5 separate regions of the Mus musculus genome follow, and regions 1, 3, 4 and 5 are each linked to region 2. Evidence: chromatin contacts called from public promoter capture Hi-C data. All regions are on one chromosome and are shown on one strand. Each heading gives the region's core, a stretch centred on a gene start, on an enhancer-like site or on the middle of the called end of the contact. The rest is flanking DNA. Distances are from core to core; before and after follow the strand shown.

Evidence for each region. Promoter capture Hi-C pulls out the DNA fragments that hold promoters and counts their contacts.
Region 1: a promoter capture Hi-C map of pre-B cells shows a contact between it and region 2, with 2.1 times the contacts expected there. The contact joins the promoter of Zmiz2 here to the promoter of Znrf3 in region 2. A contact is called at or near these places in 2 of 39 promoter capture datasets (cranial neural crest and pre-B cells).
Region 3: a promoter capture Hi-C map of pre-B cells shows a contact between it and region 2, with 3 times the contacts expected there. The contact joins the enhancer-like site here to the promoter of Znrf3 in region 2. A contact is called at or near these places in 2 of 39 promoter capture datasets (neutrophils and pre-B cells) and 2 of 115 datasets of contacts at active chromatin or transcription factors (astrocytes and large pre-B cells).
Region 4: a promoter capture Hi-C map of pre-B cells shows a contact between it and region 2, with 3 times the contacts expected there. The contact joins the promoter of Thoc5 here to the promoter of Znrf3 in region 2. A contact is called at or near these places in 2 of 39 promoter capture datasets (the C10 cell line and pre-B cells), 2 of 115 datasets of contacts at active chromatin or transcription factors (memory CD8 T cells and pancreatic cancer cells) and 1 of 9 other capture datasets (adipose tissue).
Region 5: a contact with region 2 is called in a promoter capture Hi-C map of pre-B cells, with 3 times the contacts expected there. The contact joins the promoter of Nf2 here to the promoter of Znrf3 in region 2. A contact is called at or near these places in 2 of 39 promoter capture datasets (liver and pre-B cells).

Annotation. Positions count from the first base shown.
Region 1 is chr11:6,393,820-6,396,519 of GRCm38.p6, forward strand. Zmiz2 (zinc finger, MIZ-type containing 2) reads left to right here and starts at 1,306. Exons shown (of 19, transcript NM_028601.3): 1 at 1,306-1,469; 2 at 1,749-1,859; 3 at 1,939-2,053; 4 at 2,413-2,615. The coding sequence starts at 1,810.
Region 2 is chr11:5,443,427-5,446,126 of GRCm38.p6, forward strand. It overlaps Znrf3 (zinc and ring finger 3), which reads right to left and starts at 1,421. Exons shown (of 9, transcript NM_001080924.2): 1 at 962-1,421. The coding sequence starts at 1,252.
Region 3 is chr11:6,183,513-6,186,212 of GRCm38.p6, forward strand. The region is part of intron 2 of Nudcd3 (NudC domain containing 3); the gene reads right to left. Among named protein-coding and RNA genes, the nearest start is that of Nudcd3, 16 kb to the right of the region's middle. Within about 2 kb of position 1,274, at least 95 of the 459 cell types and tissues checked have an H3K27ac peak or open chromatin away from gene starts, as enhancers often do. A contact at or near this core is called in pre-B cells, where this site is marked.
Region 4 is chr11:4,893,836-4,896,642 of GRCm38.p6, forward strand. It overlaps Thoc5 (THO complex 5), which reads left to right and starts at 1,508. Exons shown (of 20, transcript NM_172438.3): 1 at 1,508-1,543. Nipsnap1 (nipsnap homolog 1) reads left to right here. Exons shown (of 10, transcript NM_008698.3): 10 at 1-366.
Region 5 is chr11:4,848,264-4,850,963 of GRCm38.p6, forward strand. Nf2 (neurofibromin 2) reads right to left here and starts at 1,281. Exons shown (of 17, transcript NM_001252250.1): 1 at 609-1,281. The coding sequence starts at 722.

The DNA of each region.
Region 1 (2,700 bases), core at 56-2,555, 950 kb after region 2:
TGTACCACTTGTTAGAGATGTCCTTCCTCCACTGAATTGCTTTGGTGTCTCTGGGAGTATTTGTGTGGCTATTTTCCCATCTCTTCTCTTTTCCATTAAGTCGTGCTTTTGTCTTGATTCCTGTTCCTATTTCCTGACATCCACATGGTTGTTCCAGACCCCACATGTCAGATCTTGGGAGGAGTTCTTCCCACCAGGTCAGCTGCCAGGATCCAGCAGGAGCAACATAGATGCCAGCCTCTGCTGCCAGTCTGGCACATTCTGTCTCCAGCTGCCTAGGCAGGACCTGGCCTGGGCTAGAATCAAGTGTAGTTGCCTCTGAGGGCCAGGGGACAGAGCCTGTGGATGAGGTGGATGAGGTTTCTCTTCCCTGGTAGCCTGGTGCTGGGTGTGAGAAGGATCTCTGGGAGCCTAAGGCTGCCCAGGCAAGGGCAAGTCACAGTCCCCTTTTCTCTCTTTCTCTTATCCGTTCTGGGGCTTTGTGTGTGTAGCCCTGCCCTGCAGAGCCTCCAGGTCTGTACTGAGCCCTGAGTGGTAAGCACAAAGAAATGTTTGTTCCAGAGCTGAGTGGGTGCTGCGATACCCCTCTCTCCCCTAGACAAGAGGCTTGTGAGTGCTGAGTGGAAGATGGAAATCACCAGATCTGATAATGGTTCAAAAGGTATGTGTGGCAATCACACAGCCCCTACCAAGAGAGGGTTTCAGACAGGAGCACCCAGGCCTTCCCAGAGGTCCCTGAGAAGTGCCCAACACATGGCTTGTGTGCCATTCTGGTGAGACCAAGCAGAGGTAGGCACGCATGTGGTCCAGGGTATATTAGGACCTGAGTGGATGAGGCACTGAGAAAGGCAAGGAGTGGGAGTCTTCTGTACCAGTCGCTGCTCTTACCTGCTGTTGCCTCCCTGTCCACCAGCCACTGCTACGGTTTTCTAAGAATGAAGCCCAGTTGGTCCCATCTTGTAGATGTGCGTTAGCATGGTCTGGCTTTGTGACTACCCCCCACACCTGCTGTGCTGTGTGTGTCACTGCCATGTTGGGAATTCACAAGTGTCACAGATGGGTCTTTGGGGGGGGGCAAGATGTCCACTTGACCATATACTTAAGGTCATATTTGTCTCAGGGGTGTGTGTGTATGTGTGTGTGTGTGTGCACCTACATGCATGCATACATGCACGCACGCGCGCGCGCGCACACACACACACACACACACACACACACACACACACACACGCCTGCTCCCCTCAAGTCGTCTGGATCAGCTTGAAGGTCCTGTGACCTGAAGCCCTTCTGCCACCCTCTTGATAGGAGAGAGCTGCCAACCAGGGGCTGGGTCAGTGCCTGTGTCCTGTGTCAGCCGTGTCGGTACAGCCACCCTAAGGCCAACCTGGTGGATGGACTGCCGTTGTACATCTGCTGCCTGACTTTTCAGCATCTGCCTCAAAGAACACTCAAGCTCTGCTCCTTCTCAGGTCTCTGGGCTCCGCAGGGTGGGGGCTACCCCTCTGACCTTCTCCAGGGCCTGCTGAGGGTTCCTGGCTTCCTATGATTTATATGGGAAAGGGAATGTGGGAAGTATTTGATATCAGAAAGCCCTTTCCAGGGTTGATCCAATGGCTTAAGATGACAGAGCCCTTGTTAGAGTTGCTTTGCACTGCATTCTGGGCTGACATTTGCCAACGCTACTACCCTGGCTTTGTCCGTGCTACCATGAGCATCTAAGCTCCTGCCTTCTCCCTCCTGTCCCGCAGCCGGAGCAGCAACTCCCGGATAAGCTCCAGCACATTGGGCCTGTAGGCTGCTCCATCACCAATGAACCCCATGAACCCCATGAAACCCGCCCTGCCCCCTGCACCACACGGGTGAGTGTGGGCTTCTGTGGCCTGCCTCTAGCAAGCCCTTGGCCTTCTGACCCTGCCTTAACCAGCTGCTCTCTTTTAGTGATGGTTCATTTGCATATGAGTCTGTGCCTTGGCAACAAAGTGCCACTCAGCCAGCTGGGTCACTGTCTGTGGTCACTACTGTGTGGGGAGTTGGCAACGCAACCCAGAGCCAGGTGAGTGTGTATCAGGGCCACCCCACTCCCACCCCCACCCCCCAGCCCTCAGGATCCAGAGTCTTGGTGGTGCCTCTACCATCTTAGGGCTCCAAGAACCAGGGACCAAGCGGACTGTCTGAAGCACAAGGATGGGGCTTCCTGAGGGTCTCAAGTCACTAGGTGCCTTTCTTCTGTACTACCATGGGATGTCTTCCCCTGGCTCCAGAGACCCTTCCAGTCAGAACTATAGACAACCACTCCTGCCACCCAGGTCCTCCCCCATTTGCTGGGCATCTCTTGGCATCTAGCACTTTAGGGCTGTGTCTTAAAGACAGTAGTTTGGCTGGTTCTCTCTGGTGACTCCCACTTCCTTGTAGGTTTTAGGGAACCCCATGGGCCCTGCAGGAAGCCCCCCTGGTGGTTCCATGATGCCTGGTGTGGCAGGTGGCAGCTCTGCCTTGACCTCCCCGCAGTGCCTGGGACAGCAGGCGTTTGCTGAAGGAGGTGCTAGCAAGAGCTACGTACAGCAAGGCGTGTATGGCCGAGGGAGCTACCCTGGGGGATCCAGCTTCACTACTGGGTAAGCCAGTGACTTGAAACCATCAGCCTGTCAGTCCTGCAGAAGGGTTGGATGTTGCCTGCTCCTCCCCTACTGTCTCTAGTAG
Region 2 (2,700 bases), core at 171-2,670:
ATCCAAACTATAGGCCTCTAAAGTTCCAAAAGATTCAAAGACGAGCCAACCGTATCAGATCACTCCTACCAGAGGTGCGCCTAACAACCATAAGTGCGCTGCCCTGGAACATGGTAGTGGATAAAAACCATCGTCGAGGGAGCGGGAAATCTATGCAGCTATCCATCCGCTGAGGCTTCGACTGAGAGTCCCTCCTCAAAGACTGGGGACAGCTCAAAGCTCTCCCTAGCCAGCCTCCTTTGGGACGCAGCCCTCTTTCATTTGGAGCAAGGTGGAGGCCCTGTCAGTGAGAGACCCTGGCTCGGGTTTGCAGGCCTCTTCGGTATTAGTCCTTGACCCAGGGGCGAGCCTGCGGTCTTTCTCATCCCCTGTAATCTGAGGCACGGCCACGACAGTGCTCTGCCAATTCCCACTCCTCAGCCAGCTCCGCCTGCTCCCTTCCTGCTGCTGCCCGTCCAGAGCCCTGCCAGAGGGTTGGTGTCTAGGTAAGGCTGCCAGTAGATTTCAGCAAAAATAACCTGAAGATGTGCACCCCGGCAACTGGGTCGCTCCGAAAACGGAGCAAACGTGGATGGAAAAGCAAAGCCTGCGACCTCTAAGAAGTCGCTCCATCCTTCAACTTGTCTCGCCTTTGCAAAGTTGGCATTCAACAGGTAGTTCCCGGGACTTTCACCTGAGGGAGAAAAACGTCCCGCCAACTCAAGAGTGCCGCCCAGGCGCCCATGCCCAGCTCAGCGTCCCCACCCCCACCCCGGCGCGGTGCACCCACCGGAGGCCGAGCCCCCACGTGCGCTCGCCTCAGCCGCCGTGCCCCGGAGGCCCCGTCCCGCCCGCCTGGGAGGGATGCCGCCGGGCTCCGCGCCTCCCCCCCGCCCGCCCGCCCGCTAGCCCGCGGCGGGGTCGGCGGGCGCAGCCCCCGGAGCCATCTTGTGGCGGCGGAGCGCGGGGCCCGGGTGGCTACCTGCACGATCTCGCCCTCGGCGCTGAGCATGGCCCCGGCCCGCGAGAAGCGGCCCGTGAGGCCGGTGGTGTGGGTGGTATAGTCGCCGCTCGGGCTCGACTCGAACAGCACCACCTCCACGAACGCCGTCTCCTTGGCCCGCGCCGCGCCGGGCCCCGCGGCCGCCAGCAGCAGCCCGAGAAGCAGCGGCAGCGGCGGCGGCGGCGGCAGGCGACGACCGCGGGGGCCGCGGCGGAGGCGGCGGCGGCGGCGGCCCGGGGCCCCTGGGCGCCCGCCCGAGCGTGGCCTCATGGTCCTGCGGCGGGAGGGCGCGGAGGGCGGGCGCGGCCGGGCATAGTCGCGGGCCGGCGGAGGACCGAGCGCGGGCGGTCGCCTCACAGCACCATCGCGGCGGCGGCGGCTTTGTGGGTCGCAGGCTCTGCTCCGCTCCCCCGGCCGTCGCGCCGCGGCCCTTTCATCTGCTCCACGTGAGGGGTTATCCCCGCCCCCGCAGCGTCGTGACCCGCTCTCCCCTCCCTCCCCGCGCTCGGCCGCGGCCACCTCCGAGGGGAGCGGGTAGGCGGGGCGGGCGCGCCTGCGGCGAGAGGCGGGGCCCAGAGGCCTCGCCCGCCCCGCCCAATCGACTGAGTCCCGCCCCGACTCCGTTCTTAGCCACGCCCCTCCACCCTTGCTCCGCCCAGGTAGTCTTTTTCGGTCACGCCCCTTCCTCTTAGCCACGCCCCCTGGTCTGTACTCCGCCCTCCGCGGCAGACATTTCTCTTGGCAGTTGCTGGAGTACGGGGAGAGTAAGATCCTCAACCTGTTCCCGGGCGGTTTCGCCCCCTCGGCGCACCCTGCTTTGGTGCCGCAATTAGAGTCATTGGGGCGTCAAAGGCCTCGTCCTTCCGTCCAAGGATGCTTCATCCGCAGCTCCGGCACTGCTGGCCACCCGCACTCGGTGCTCGCGCCCTACCACCTCCAGGGACCGCGAAAGGCCCCGGGCGGTCAGTGGCAGTTTGCAACCCGCCGGGACACGTCCAGTTCTTACGTGGGTGTCACATAGACAGTTACCCTCAACTAAAGGAGTGAGGACAGGTGGCGGAGAACTTGAAGAAGTTATCTAGATTCTAATGGAGTTCATCTTTCCGCAGCCCTGGAGACCGTCTCCAACACTCCCTTCAAATCTCACCATGTGCAGAAGGGCGGAAGAGTCAACACGCTTAATGCACAGACTTCTGGTTGCCAAACATACCAAAGACACGTGCTCCGAACCCAGACGTCCCCAGTCACCCAGAAGATAAACTTTTAATTCTCTTCCCCTTTTTGGAACAGGATTTTTCCTTTCTCAGCAAATCTATGAGACTCACAATCCTCCTTTAAAAGCCACATTCAATTTCTACTTCCTCAGTCGTCTTCCCTCCCTGACCTGAATGGCTTTGTTTAAATATTTGCAAATATTTGGTTAGGGTGATCTGCTTCTACTTGCTACCACACCCAAAATATTAAGACAAAAAGAAAAGTCATTGAGTGTTTCCTTGAGTAATCAGCGCATCGAGGTTACAGTTTAAACTGAAAAGGAATGTTTTGCCAATGTGTTGAATAGAAAATACAATTGAAAAGAAATTCACAGAACTGTGTTACTGTGTTTGGACCACCCAAAGCTTTGGCACAGAAGGTAACTGACAAAGCTAGAGTCATTAGTTTCCCCCAAGCCAAGCTTAATCAGTACTGACTGCTCGGGAGCACTGTCATTTCCAAGG
Region 3 (2,700 bases), core at 24-2,523, 740 kb after region 2:
GGCAACAAGCTTGACAGGGAGAAAAATACACTTACATTTAAAATTCTAAGTGCAAAAAAATACATATAATTTACTACTAAAGACAGTCATTATATAGTAATAAAATATAATTTATCACTAAACATAATAAATACTAAACAGTCTATATACCTACAAAACCAAACAAAATTAAGTAAAAGACTTAGAAGCCAAGAAGAGATACAAGTCTCATTTCCAGTTTCTCTACTGGAAAAAAACACATTAAAATTCCACACAAACCTTAAAGACATGCTCTATTCTTAGGTTGAAAAAAATATATATAAAGCTATCAGCCCGTCCTGTTCCAAAACATGAACTGAAGGTCCCTGTAAAACTTTCAATCAAATTCCATATAGAAAAATTAATTCCTATAAAGTAAAGTCTAGGGAAAATGATTAAACATGACTCTTACCAAGTGTTAAAATGTGTTAGAAATCCATCAGAATCTTTTCCAAACAAAAGAAATATATAGTTTCGTGTTTGTAAGTAACAGAAAACCATCCACAAGAACAAATGAAACCCTAAGGTAGGTCAGCAGAAAATGGCACTTAAAGAGCAGGTAAGAGCAGCACAGACCTGAGCCTATGCCTCTCCTGGAGGCTGGAAGGGGATAAGGTTCCCTCATGCAAACTGGCAGTGAGAGCAAATGGGTAGACTCTCGGGGGCCAATTCAGCAACAGCCATCAAAATTTAAAAACCCTTCTGACTCAGTAATTCCTGTTCTGGGAATTCACCCAACTGATACGCGTACACATGTTCCAAGAAACACACACAAGCATATTCGCTGCAGCAGCATCTGTGACACCAGCATCCTGTAAACAGCTTAAATACACCCCACCCCAGGGACCCATTAGATAATGACTCCAATGACTCTAATCCATAGGGTGTAATACTCTATAGCAGTCAAGAAAAACCCTGGCTACTACGTGTCAGTCACTGAAAAGCTTCTGAAAATTCACAAGATATACAAACCACACCCAGACCTATTAGACAGTGAAGGGGCCCAGCAATTTCCGTTCTGCATCCCCAGTGAGGGTAAGTTCAACAGTAGTGCAGAACCTTGGGGCCAGCCATTCCAGGGGGAAAAGGCCCAGATGACACCCTCAGCAGCAACGCGAGCACAAGCCACTTCTCTGGACTGCAAGCTAGGAGAGCAACAGTCCTACCCCAGGTCATTTTAAGGACTATAAAAACGCACATGTGTGCTAAGGAGAGGGTGCCTGGCAACAGAAAGCACCAAGTCAGTACCAGCCGTTTATCAAGCCTGAGCGATCAGAGCACATTTAGGGGATGTGGCAAAGTCAACAGTCACAGATGTGCTGTGTATACACATGTACTGGGTATTATAGGCAAAGTATATGCACACACGAATAAATTTTACAAAAAACACTATGAACAAATTGTCTCCAGGAAGAACAATTTATTTCCATTACATAGCCTTGTAACTTTAAAAATGTTACCCTTAATCCAACTGTGACTTACAAGAAATAGGACAGAGGACATGCTGAACCAGCTCACAGTTAACAATCAGTAAAAGTCACAGTGGCAAGCCCAACAAACAGCCTGATTTCTTTCTCTTCTCTCTTTCCCTCTCCCTCTCCCTCTCCTCTCCCTCTCTCCCTCTCCCCCTCTCCCCCTCTCCCCCTCTTCCCCTCCCTCTCCCCCTCTCCCCCTCTCTCTCTTCCTTCTTTAAAAACGCTTCTGTGGAATTAACCCAGGGCCTTGCACACTACCTTCGGGACAGGGAGAAGAAACTGTCAATTCTGAGCCGTTGGTGTTTGCGGGGTTTTTATAGTCAGATTCAAAAAAAGCATACACCATCAGAAGGAAACAAAGTTTAAACACTTGCTGAAAACACTAAGATGAAATATTATGAGGCAGATCGTTTCAAAATAACAGAAGACAGGGGAGAAGGCCAGACAGTGAGGCTGTCGGGAGTCCTGCACTCTTATGCCCACTGTGACTTCTACTTCAAATTCTACCTAACAAACGCTTTATGAAAAAAAGCAATCTTGCACTCGCAACACACATGCGTGTGTGCGTGCGCGCGCGTGTATGTGTCTGAACACATTTTTTTTTTCAGGTTACTTTTACCTCCACCCCAAGACCCTTCTGATACAGCTTCAATATCAAAAAACCACAAGCTACTGTTTCCTAAAAACAAAGCCTGCTAAGTCTCACTGTGATATTTAAAAACAAAACAAAAAACAAATAAGCTGCCAAATTTTTAAAAAAATGAAAAGCAAAACCAACACCAACAACATTATACCTGCAATCCTAGTACCAGAAAAGCCAGTGAGGCTAGACAACAGGTTCCTAGCTCAAGAGTAACTTATCAAGCGCCTGCTAGAAAGCCAAGTCTTCCTAGTGTGATTTAATCAGGCCCTCATGGCTGGTGTCTGAGCTTCCTTTTAAAGCAGCAATTTCAAGGTGAGTTTGTCTGCAAGATGAAACAGCAGGAAAGCTCCACAGAGTGCAGAATCTAAGGTGACACGTGAACGCCCCTCGCCTCCTAGTGTTCCACTTACTCTCTAGATTTCTACCTCTTAGCACATGCTACGCAGCACCCACCCTTGTCCAAGGACAAGAGTCACTCCAGGCCTGTTATACCCATCAGTGTGCAGAAGAACTCAAAAGTGCAAAAAAGAATGCTGGAAATTCTCCTTATACTGTTCAACAAAA
Region 4 (2,807 bases), core at 258-2,757, 550 kb before region 2:
TTGGGAAGACAGGACAGAGGTGACAGAGGATCTTAAGGGAGCACCCTGTTCCTAGACAGATGGAGAGGCGTATCCATGTTTTCCTACATAATGTGGTTAAAACTTGAATTTGTGCTTCAGCTCTTCTGTACTTCTTCCTTCCTACAGGCAAAAACACAGGCTGAGACCTATAGTTCCATCAAATTCTTTCTTTCCCTTCTTGACATTGTCCCCCAAACCCTCATTTTGCAGAAACACTAGGTCTGTGGAGTAGGTTGTGATTCTGGGGTCTCTTCAATGACCCCGGTACCTCATGAACCCCTGCTTAGCATGGTTGTGCTACCATCCAGGAGAATGTTGATGGAACCAAATTAAATATTTACTGTACGTTGTGGTGTTGTCTTCATCTACAAGGAATCTCAGTAGTTGTCTAAGGCAGGGCAGCTTCCAGTTGGCTGAGGGTTACACTGGCTTTGATCTCTTAGGGAGACCGTCTTCATCTTCGTCCCAGAGCAAGAAAAGGAGCTGTTTCGGCGCCACAAGGTATTCAATGTTCATGTTTGCAGACAACCAGAATTTACTCCAGAAATGCCAGGCATAGGAAACATCTGAAGCTTACAGGTACTGCACTAGAGTCTTGGGGGAAAATAAAAAATCAAAACAAAACAAAACAGTGAAGCAGGAAGCAGGTGTAATATAGGATTATGCCCCTGCCTCAGTTCCTTTCTGGGTGTAGTGACTCCGATAGTATCAAGAAGTTAGAGTGGGGGGGGGGGGCGGTGGTGGCACACGCCTTTAATCCCATCACTTGGGAGGCAGAGGCAGGCAGATTTCTGAGTTGGAGGCCAGCCTGGTCTACAAAGTGAGTTCCAGGACAGCCAGGGCTATACGGAGAAACCCTGTCTCAAAAAACAAAAACAAGGGCTGGTGAGATGGCTCAGTGGGTAAGAGCACCCGACTGCTCTTCTGAAGGTCCAGAGTTCAAATCCCAGCAACCACATGGTGGCTCACAACCATCCGTAAAGAGATCTGACTCCCTCTTCTGGAGTGTCTGAAGACAGCTACAATGTACTTACATATAATAAATAAATAAATCTAAAAAAAACAAAACAAAAATTTAAAGAAGAGTCAGGCATGGTGACACCTGCCTAAGTCCAGCGAGTCCAATGCAGGCGGATCGTAGTGACCAGCCTGATCTATATAGCGTTCAAGACCCGCAAGTGTGCTATGTAGTGAGGCCCTGAACAAAGTCAGAAGACAAAATCCACTCCTGTTCAAATGATAGCACAGCGACACTTGTGCTTTCTTGAGATACCACAAACTCACTCGAGTGAGTCGGCGGAGGGCCCACTAATTCACACTCCGGTGAAGGGGCACGAAGCACAGACTTGGACATTATCGCCCCAGTTTCCCAACTTAATAGAACTAGACTCGCCCCTTCCTTGCTTCCCAAGCTGCATCTGGCCTTCGTGTCTCACTTCCGGCCTGTGGCTCTCTTCTTCCGCTTCTCTATGGTCGCGAGCCGGAAGTGGCTACCCGGCTGGAAGGCGTGAGGAGCATTCTGGTGAGCGAGGGTAGAGGGCTGCTGGCTGGGGCTGCAGGTCCTCGCTGGGCGATCCGGGCTTGATGTGCAGACGGCACGGAGCGTGTCCGCGGGCTGGGGTCCTCACCTGTCGGGGTCCCCCAGGCTCGTGGCGGTTTTCTAGGAACTAACCGGAGCAGCATCCTCTGTCCCCATTGTAGTCTCCCGAGAGTGCTGCTGCTGGTGGTGACCCTCGTCGATGGTCCTCTTGGGCGTGTGGCAAACGCTCCTGGGTGGCGGTTGGCTTTCCCGGGTTTTCCGTGCCACCCTTGTGGGTTTTGTCAGATGAGTCCGCCACTCGTTTACCTGTCACCGGCAGCCTCCTGCGGTCCTCTGAGAGAGGCGTTACCATCGTCGCGCCGCACCAGACTCCAAGGAGTCGCAGAAAAGAGCTTTTATTGCTGGAGCAGAAAGGCTGAGAGCGCGAAGTGCGGACGTTACAAGGGCAAAGAAGCTTGGCTTGGCTTTTCTTTATGTTGTCCGCTCTATTTCCTAGCTAGCTGGCTGGACTTAGTGTATTTGCTTCATTAAATATTTTGCTTATCTTAATTTCTAAGAAAAGGAAAACAAGAATTTTTTTTCTTAAGTTATACTGCAAAGGGCTCGGGCAGTAAGAAGAGGTGCCACCTGCTCCGTTTTAATGAAGATTTTAAATGCAGTCACTATAGTCCTGTCTGTCTGGCAGCTTCTGTAGTCCAGGTTGGCTTCACATTGGTAAAGATCCCTCTGCCTCAGTCACTCAAGCTCTGTGATTCCTGATATTTACCACTATCCTGTCTCACAGCCCATCCGCCCCTCCCCCCTTTTTTCTTGGAGACGAGATTTTATTATGTAGCCCAAACTGACTTTTGAACACATTATATAGCAAAAGCTGATCTGGAACATCTCGTCAGCCAGCTCTCAGTCTGACCTGTTCTCATTGCAGGCATGTCCCGCCACACAGTTTTATGCAGTCCAGGAGATCAAACACAGGCGTTTGAGTATGCTAGGCCAGCACTCTACCAGCTGAGTAATATTCCCAACTTCACAGTCACTTTTTAAACCTATAGTTACTTTGGTAGAAGAAAACTTGGGTCTGGTCTGCATGCCATAAATAGGAAATGGCTTCCACTTGTCTTATGATATTGATATAACTGCATAGTATACATAGTATGATGAAAACATTTATTAATAAATTCTGTCTTGGTTTCCTTGTCTAAGATTCTGAGAGAGAATCCATTTCTTTTTAAATTATTTTTATTTTATG
Region 5 (2,700 bases), core at 31-2,530, 600 kb before region 2:
TAGCATACACAAGGCCCTGAAAACACAAACACACACACACACACACACACACACACTCACTCACATACACACTCTTCAACAAAATGATAGCTATTATCATCATGTTAGAAACTATAAAGAGTAAATGTAAGACACTCTTTCCTCAAAGAGTTTTTTCCAGAAACTGAAAATTTTGGAACAGGGAAAAGTACGAGCTTCCAATATAACTAGATGTAACTTTTAAGACCTAGGGTACACAGTTAATACCTAGCGAAAAACTCCCTGGAGTTTTAGGCGCGAGTTCTACACACTGCACACCGGTTCGTTTCTACGGAAGATTCCAGTGTTTCCCAATAACAAATGAATGAAAATAACCTTCGGGAAATGCCAAAACCAAGAACCCCACTTTAACAAACAAGCAAACAAACAACTAGCTTTAACTTGTGATCTGGCCCTAGAAAGCCTCTTCCGGTTCCAGATAATGATATATACGGAATCCCTTAAGCTTGCACTTCGACTGTCACCACAGCGAGGGCACCCCATGGGTAGGGACCCGCGTCGCTGCCACCAGACAGGCAGAGATTCCGCGGCTCTCCACTCACAGCCCGTCGGGGTCGGCGGCCGGTTACCTCGCAGTTGAACTCCATCTCGGCGTCCATGGTGACGATCCGCACCGTGAATGTCTTGGGCTGCTTCCTCTTGAGTGAGCTGAAGCTCATGCGAGAAGCGATGGCTCCGGCCATGGCGCGAGGTACCGGCCTTGGATCCCCTCACCCCTAGGCCCGCGTTCTGGGTCTCTTAGCCCCCCTGGAGTAGCTGCACAGGCCTCAGGGCCACCATGGTGGCCGGCTGGCCGGCCCGAGACAGACCTAGGCTGCCTGGGTCCCCAGCGGCCAGCATGGGCCGCGAGGACCCGGCTGTGGGTGCGGAAAGATGAGTTAAGGGACAGTCTCTGACGACGGGGGGGTCGGGGGGAGATGCCGGCAAAAGCACGCGCAGCCCCGAGCTTGGAGCTTCGGGCTGGGGACGCCAGGGACGCCTTTGGACAGAAATCCTAGACGGCTGCGGCGCCGACGCCGGGCCTCTCAGCGACCCCCGAGGGTCGCGGGGCCGCGCAGTAGTTGGGAGCGCACACGCGCGTGCGTGTCTGTCACCAGCTCCGCTCCGCGCGCCCTCGGGAAGCGTCCTCTACCAACCCCCACCTCAGCGACCTGCCGGATCCCCGCCCCGCCCCGCCCTCCGGACTCCCACTACGCTACTCAGCGACTCACCCTAACACTTTTTTCTCTAAGATACTGTGATTGGCAGGAACGCCAAAGGAAGCGGGACTTCCGCTTCGTCCCGCCTCCTGGAGGCCTACTCCACCAATTGAAAGTTGCACTGAACGAGGGCCGCCGGTCTGTTCTCGGCGTTGAGTGGCTGTAGATGCGGTCACTCCGAGCGCTTTTGTTCCTAAAGTATACTCCTACTCTAGCAAGACTGGTTGAGAAGGAGCGGGCGGCGCCTTTCCCGGGAAACCTGTAGAGGCCGGGACTGCACCGCACGAGGTACTGTTGCAGTCAGTGAGAGATCCCATTTATAGCGTCTTACCAGAGCTTCAGTCGTATCTGGGACATCCGGCCGAAATTCCTTTTTGACACTTAATTATATATGCTGACTCAATATTTTTCAAACTTTAAAAACACGAAGTGAGGCCGCTTAAGTTGCCCCGACTTGCCTGCCAGATCCTTCAACTTCTTTTTAAGAGAATTAGAATAACCACAGAATTCATGATAGTCCTTACCTTACTAGGTGGTTGAGGAATTGAAACTTGCTTAATACATATAGAAAGCTAATTTTATTTATTTTTTTTTTTTTTTTTTTTTTTTTGAGTTTTTCGAGACAGGGTTTCTCTCTGTATCCTTGGCTGTCCTGGAACTCACTCTGTAGACCAGGCTGGCCTCGAACTCAGAAATTCGCCTGCTGCTGCCTCCCAAGTGCTGAGGATTAAAGGTGTGCGCCACTATTGCCCGGCAAGAATTTTCATTTTACCCTCTGTTCCTTTGTTTGGTTTTTTTGTTTTGTTTTGTTTTAATTTCCAAGCTACATACTTGGAGTACTTGTAGCTTAACGTCATCAAATGTATAATATGCTTAGGAAAATTTCAACTTTCTGGGGATTTGTAGAGTTTTTACTTGTTTTAAAGATACATTCCCCAGGCACTGCTGCTGTGAAGAGACACCATGACCACAGCAACTCGTATCAAAGAAAACATTTAATTGGGGACTTTTTCTTCTTTACAGTTTCAGATGTTTAGTCCATTATCAGCATGGTAGGGAGCATGGTGGCATGCATGGTACTGGAGCAGTAGCTGAGAGATGGCTATATCCTGATCTGCAGGCTTGGAAAGCAAGACAACCATTTGGCATGGGCTTTTGAAACCTCAAAAACCACCCCTAATGATAGACTTCCTTCCACAAGACCACACCTCCTAAGCCTTCTAATTCTTTCAAATAGGGCCACTCCTTGGTGACCAAGCATTCAAATATAAGCTTATGGGACCGTTCTTAGTCAAAGCACCACAGTTTTGTTTTTTTTTTTTTATCTTATGTATATAAATGTTTTACAGCACATATGTGCATTGCATGTATACCTGGCACACATGTCAAAAGAGGGTTCCAAAGCCCCTGAAACTGTAATTCAGTCCTTAGCTACTGCATGGGTGTTGGAAACTGAACCTGG